2 separate regions of the Mus musculus genome follow, and region 2 is linked to region 1. Evidence: chromatin contacts called from public Hi-C data. All regions are on one chromosome and are shown on one strand. The core of a region is the stretch at or near the end of the contact, and the rest is flanking DNA. Distances in the headings are between cores, read along the strand shown.

What was found. Hi-C and Micro-C count contacts between places; a contact is called where the count stands out from the background.
Region 2: a contact with region 1 is called in a Hi-C map of liver, with 3 times the contacts expected there. The contact joins two enhancer-like sites. A contact is called at or near these places in 6 of 484 Hi-C or Micro-C datasets (the AML12 cell line and liver), 1 of 115 datasets of contacts at active chromatin or transcription factors (differentiating embryonic stem cells) and 1 of 9 other capture datasets (embryonic stem cells).

The regions. Positions count from the first base shown.
Region 1 is chr9:74,520,828-74,524,139 of GRCm38.p6, reverse strand. Gm33459 (a long non-coding RNA gene) reads left to right here. Exons shown (of 2, transcript XR_379628.2): 2 at 2,457-3,312. Among named protein-coding and RNA genes, the nearest start is that of Gm33459, 6.2 kb to the left of the region's middle. Within about 2 kb of position 1,474, at least 3 of the 459 cell types and tissues checked have an H3K27ac peak or open chromatin away from gene starts, as enhancers often do. A contact at or near this core is called in liver, where this site is marked.
Region 2 is chr9:74,700,730-74,704,041 of GRCm38.p6, reverse strand. Gm40533 (a long non-coding RNA gene) reads left to right here. Exons shown (of 3, transcript XR_870920.1): 3 at 1-285. Among named protein-coding and RNA genes, the nearest start is that of Gm40533, 9.1 kb to the left of the region's middle. Within about 2 kb of position 1,836, at least 5 of the 459 cell types and tissues checked have an H3K27ac peak or open chromatin away from gene starts, as enhancers often do. A contact at or near this core is called in liver, where this site is marked.

The DNA of each region.
Region 1 (3,312 bases), core at 225-2,724:
CCTCAACACTTGGCTTTAACAATGTCCTAGCAAAACAAAATTTCAGGCACCCTGTGCTTCCCAGCTCTTCATTCTTTTGCTCTATTTCCATGATTTTGTTGTTGTTCTTGTTGATCCAAGAGTCATCACAATAAGATAAAAGGTATGATCCTCTTCCTATGTATACATCAGCCAGGGGACACTGACCTGAGAGTCAGAGGATATCTGAGTTTGGGGCAGTCAGTGGTAGTGTACCTGATAATTGGAGGTGGGGATGCTCACACAGTTGTACTGGGCTGCAACCCTACCCAAAAGTCAATGAGCCACAAAGTCACTCTGAAGTGACTGGCTCAGATAAGGCTGGTGCGGGGGATGGGAAGTGAATGGAGCTTTATAAAAAATAAACTGAGGAGTGTAGGGTGTTTCTCACTGACTCTGGATTTCTAGGACGAGTGTGATAAAGATGCCTGAGGAAAGGAAGGGTTGGAGAGCTGCAGACTTCCCTCATTTTACGAAGGCAGGCTGTGATAGATTTCTTAATGAGCTTGCAGCCCCAGAAGAGGAACAACAATATGAACTAACCAGTACCCCCAGAGCTCTCAGGGACTAAATCCAACCAAAGAGTACACATGGATGGACCCATGGCTCCAGCTGCATATGTAGCAGAGGATAGCCTTGTTAGATATCAATGGGCGAAGAAGCCCTTGGTCCTGAGAAGGCTTGATGCCCCAGTGTGGGGGAATGCCAGGACAGGGAAGTGGGAGTGGTTGAGTTGGTGAGTAGGGGGAGGAGGCATGGGATAGGAGATTTTCAGAGGGGAAACCAGGAAGGAGGATAACATTTGAAATGCAAATAAAGAAAATATCTAATAAAAAAATGAGGACACTGAGTAAAGCTGCTTGCTGGGTTTCAGGATGAGACTCTGAGCCTATTCAGTCACGTGAATTCATGTTTTTCCTTTTCTCAAGATTTAAAAAATATATATGTGGGTGTGTACATGTGTGTTTGCTTGTGCCTGCAGATATTAGAGGACGGCAGGAGCTAGAGTTATGGATGGTTGTGAGCTGCCGAGTGTAGGTGCTGGGAACTGAGTTTAGTTCCTCTACAAGAGCCCCAAGTTCTCTTAACTGCTGAGCCATCTCCCCAACCACCTCATATATAGTTTATTTATAATCCTTCATTTAGATTGGTGTGCAAACAGGACCCATGTTTAAAGAGAGTTGGTCTCCTTAGAACGAGATGGTAAAAAGTTGTACTGGAGTTTAATAGGTCGCCTTTGGTTTCCAGTACAGTTCAAAGCCCCCTCCCCTCCGTGGGGCTCTGCTGAAGCATTGCTTCCCTCTGGTAGTCTCCTTCCCTAGTGGAGACTGCGGTTTCCTCCTTTTCATAGCTGAGAAGGATTCTGCTGGGGAAGTGAGCTAACAGAGCTGCTAAGATGGTTCAGGGCTAAGGGCATTTGCCCCAAGCCTGAGGACCTGGGTTTGATCCCTGGAATTCAAATGGCATAAGGTAAGAAACTTCTCCTGGAAGTTGCCCTCTGACCTTAACACACACCCTGTGACACACCCACATTTCCTCACTTCTTGAAAACAAATAAAGGTAAAAAGTGGACTAATGAACGGCTAAAATTCAAAGACAAATAAAAATTGCCTGTCTTTGTAGGTAGTTTCATAATCTATTTGTCAAGCCCTTGTTTAATGAACCCCAGGTAATATTTCTTTGAAGAGAAAGGGGAAAATTTTCCCAACAAAATGACAAATTAGAGTAATGCATTTGAGACTCTTATTTTGAAATTTACTTTGAAAATAATAGTACTTACTTATCATTTTAATAACCTACTTAATTTCCTCTTGAGTGTCTGTCTATCTCTATATAACTAAAATATATGCTTCTATCAAACATTTACCTATCAGCTATATCATTCATCTATCATGTCTATGTTTGGCATTATCTGTTTACCTACTTAATTATCCATCATCTCTTTCTCTCATCTCTGTATGCATATCAGATGTCTATCAATCAATTATCTTTTATTTATTATCCATTTATCATCTATCAGTCTATCATCTACATATCTGTCTGTCTGTCTATCTGTATCAATCATTATCTTGCATTATCTTCCCTTCTCTTATCCTCCTCCCCCTCCCCCTGTCCTCTTCTTTCTCCTCTTCCTCCTTCTCTTCTTGCTCTTCCTCCTCCTTCTTTTTCTTTTATTGATTTCTGCTCCAGGCAGACTCATTTTGAAGCTTGGCTCTTGCCTCTTCTCTGCAGCCACCTTATAGGCAAAAGCTTAAGCTCCTTCCAATAATCACTCCTAGGTAGAAGTCCAAGAACACCGCAATTAAAGTATCAAATTTCAGAGGCTGAACCAATTAGAACCAAGAGAACTTTTGCTTGCTTTTATGTTTTGGTGTATCTGACCATTTATATTCATAGAATCCCAATTTGACATTCTTTTAATACTTCCTCTCTTGCAGCCCGAGAGGTCTTAAACTTCCAGTGTGGATGGCTAGTCCTCACTTCTTTATCCAGGCAACACACAGCACGGATGGACAGAAAACCAAACACCTTTGCCAAGAACAATTACTGAGGGTGTGAAACGATGAAGACATAGAGAATACTGCTGCATAGAAATGTTCACAGTTCTTCAATTTCCAAAAGGAATTCAGAGGGAGAACTTGGATTAATGTAAATAATGTGATTTTTTTGAAATACAAATGAATATTGATTGAGAGGGTTGAAATGGGACAAGAGAGTGAAGACCAGCCAAACCCAAACACCTACAGAGAGCACACAGATATGAATGTTAGGGGCCCTTTCTGAGGTCTCTCTCTTTGGAGTGTAGATACAGCTGATACATAACCATCAGGAGCTCAGGTGGGATCCACAGTCATAGGACACCCAAGAGGAAAGAGCAAAATCAAACATAAAGGCTCCCATCTTATGAACAAGAGGCTTTTGCAACCTTCACTAATTTGTAGGGAGAAATACAAATGCAATCTAAACATGATTAAATATCCAAGGTGATCACCAAATTGAAAATGAATTATCAAAAGTTCAGATACCTTTGTCTTGCTACCCAGTCCACCCTTGTTTATTTTTAAACCTTGCAAAGCTGAGTTCTTTGCCTGTGCTCCAAGGTCTCAAGCCTTTCTCAGGTCCGCGGAGAGGCTGTGCAGCAAGGATAAACAAAACAGTCCACAGCACAGAAGATATCCTGGGAGCACCACGAGGCTTGAGAGTGAAAGGTATCGGGAAAGGAGTTTTCTCTTTCGGTTAACAGCTGCTTAAGCTGCTATCTGGGGAATGCTTTTACAGAAAAACCCAGGTCAA
Region 2 (3,312 bases), core at 587-3,086, 180 kb before region 1:
GGATTCAAATCAGTGACTTAGGGGTGAAAGGCTCTGGATTCTATTATGAAGTGCCCTGAGCTGTCTAGGGGCTGAAAACCATCCCTCATCACACTTAATGGTGGAATTTAAGGAGCCGCTCTTGCTTTTTCTGCCTCTCTCTCTTCCTTCTGTTCTTTTGCCTTTTAAAACTTAAATCCAAGTTTGGATCAAATGGACCACTAGACATGGTGGAAAAGATCTGTTAATATGTTTTTATTTATTATTGAATATTGAATTATTATATATTGAAGGTTAAAACATAACATACATCTCTATTACTTCCCTCCACCTCTCCCTTTTTCCCTTCCTCCCTCTCTTCCTCCTTCCTCCTTTTTTCTATATATTGTCAATCTAATCTCTTTATATTTCCTTTCTCCTCCCTCCCTCCCTCCCTCCCTCCCCCTTCTTCCCTCTTTCCCTTCCTCTTCCCCTCCCTTTTTTCCTCTTTTTTAGTACTACTTTCTTTCCGAGCTAAATATTAGTATACATCATTTGAATAAAATTGTTCTCTTAAGGTTGAACTCATGAATCCAGGCAGACAAGCCTGTTTTTAGGGGTGCACTATGGTCTCAAGAATAAGACATGCTTATGGTCAAGAACAAAGAGAAAACTCTTCTAGAATGAGACCCAAAGGTGCTCCGGCTGTGCAGGTGGGAGAGCCAGATAGAACCTGCAGCTGGGACTCCCGTGGGGCTGAAGGTGAAGGGCCCACTCCTGCCCGTGTTTGCTCTCACCATTAGCTGTAATGAAACCCGTGCCTTGCAACCAAAATGCTTGCTAAAGGTCACAGGATCCATTTTTCTTGCTAGCAGCTAGCCTTTTTCTTCTCCCCTGCCCGTTTGAATCTTAACCTTGTAACTAACGACATGATCTTAGAAATAAATGAACAATTCAGCCAGGACTGCTTGCAAATTAAGACAAAATAACTAGAAAAGCCACCGTGCTCCCTTAAAGACTGGAAACTAGGTTGGCGATAACGTCGTAAGCGGCACATTAGGGTTTTGTAACTCTTTGTTCTTAAGCTGTACAATCCCATTAAACTGGGGGGTTTCAAAAGCCTTTCTGAGAAAGACTCTGCTGCTTTCTGCAAGGCTCCTCCTCGTGGTAACTGTGTGGTAATGAGCACCTTCTTTTCAGGTGAATTTGGGGGAGGTGAGGGCCAAAAGCCGCTCTCCCTGTCCTCTTACCCTTATTTCTTTGAGACCATATTTTCACAGGGCTCCGGGATCAAATGCTGGAGATGATTTCTAGCCTTTTGCATGACTACAGATAGAAAGCTGTAGCCATAGGCAATGGTGCTGGGACCCCAGCACAGGTCAGGGGGAGTGGTGACCTCTATTAGGCCTGGCTGCTCGGCAATGCCGGAAAAGCTGGCATGACCTGACATTCGTCCATGACCAAGGTCTGAGATATGTGCTGAGTTTTATCTCTTTAGCATTGATTTCTGTTAAAAGATAACTAAACCTGAGAAAAATGTCATATTTTAGTGTCAATGAATGATGTAAAAAGATAGAATTGGAGGAGCAAATGTAGATGGAATGAGAACGGGGAAGAATTAGACAAGGATTGAAGGTGACTGTCTGGTTAGACCTCGGAGCAGACAAAGGCTCTGTGACCTCCTTGTGCAAAACTACTTTCTGTTTTTGCCCCTCCAAACTTGAAAATACCAGACTCCTTAGACTGAAATCCCAAGGTTGTATGGATCCCAGACTATGACATAGTTACTTCTGGAACATTCCTCTGGGTTCCTCTTCCCATTGATTCGGCTCTTAGTTAATGATGTCACTTACATGTGAAATGCTTGGCTAACACAGCCTTTTCTGCCAATGAATAAAGACATGGCCTTAAAGAGTTGAAGGCTGAACTGCCAGGCTCAGAGGCCTCTGCGACAGAGAGAGAATGCTGTTTTGCCACAGGCTAGTGAGAAGGCATTAGTGGTTAGAAGCCATCTGTAGATGAATCCTGTCTACACTATCTGTGTAAGGAAGTCTTACAGTAGGTTGCAATGATTTGGCTTTCTGCCACCTCTGTTTATGTAGCATGTATATTCACAAAGCACACGGGCATACCATCTCACTTCTGTCACACAGCTTGCCCATAGAACATCTGGAGAGATTTTTAGAAACAGAGAAGTGTGGTCGTCTCTTTCTTGCTTGCTTTGTTTCCTCATAAAGGGACCGGATCTATGTGTCCAGAGCCAAATGGATGTAATTAGGTGAAGAATCGTTTTCTCTCTGTGTCTGAGCAAATATGTTTTGCAGTATACCAATTTCTCAAGGGCAGTGGGCTGGGACGGCCAGTCATTGCTGGGGGACGGCTGCTGACCTTCAGGCCAGGCCGACTTTAATTTGCACACCACCGCTGGTCCCAGGAGGCTCTTCAGGCCAGGCCACACAATCAACACAAACTAGCAGCCTTCTATTGCCCAGCTGCCCTCGCCCACCACCCTGAAGGACGTGGTCATGTAGCTAACTAGACATTGCTGCTGCCCAGATTTTGGAAGTGTGAACTGGGAAATTAAACTGAGTCTAGGCTGATAAGCAGAAGCCAAGAAGCCTTGGTGTCTCCTGGTGTCTCTCTTTCCAAATGCATTATTTAGCAGGAGTCGACAGGCAGCATCAACCTTTTGTTCTGATGACACACCCTGAGCCCTCCTTTCAAAACAAGATACTGAAAGGGAACTTGGAAAATAGATCCAAATTATGCAAATCATCTGAGAAGGAAGTGGTGCCTCAAAGCCTTAGTTTGGCCAGGGATTGCAGACTGTTGATTCTGCTGTCTCCTATCTTCTCTAGACTGAAACTGAACCATGGAAGGTCCCCTAGCAGTCATCACAGCTGTCTTAAGGAGTGGGCGGGGTTGCTACTAGATCATTACAGTTGATTGCTGCACGATGGATCAAAAGGAAAAAGGAGGAAGAGGGGGAGGGGGTGTGGGAGAAGAAGAGACAAAAAACCTGATCGACTAGATGGGGTGAGTATGTGCTCTTGGGTTTCTTTGAGTGTGAAAAAGAATAAGCATTCTGGGACTGAGATCTTGTTTTTAACTAGAGAAAATTAAAGGGAGATAGCATGTGACGCCAGCTGTAGCTTGGGGGCCCATTTAAGCCACAAAGTGCTTAGGTAACTTAAATGTCAGAGTCAAAAAACTCTAACTGTGGTCCAGGAAGATGGTTCGGTGGAGACAGAGCTTGATGTGTAAGTGGGAGGACATGAGTTTTATTTCCCAGAAATCGTACTAAAAAGGCAGAACAAGGTGGAGTGTATTTATAACCCTAGTGCCAGGGAAGCA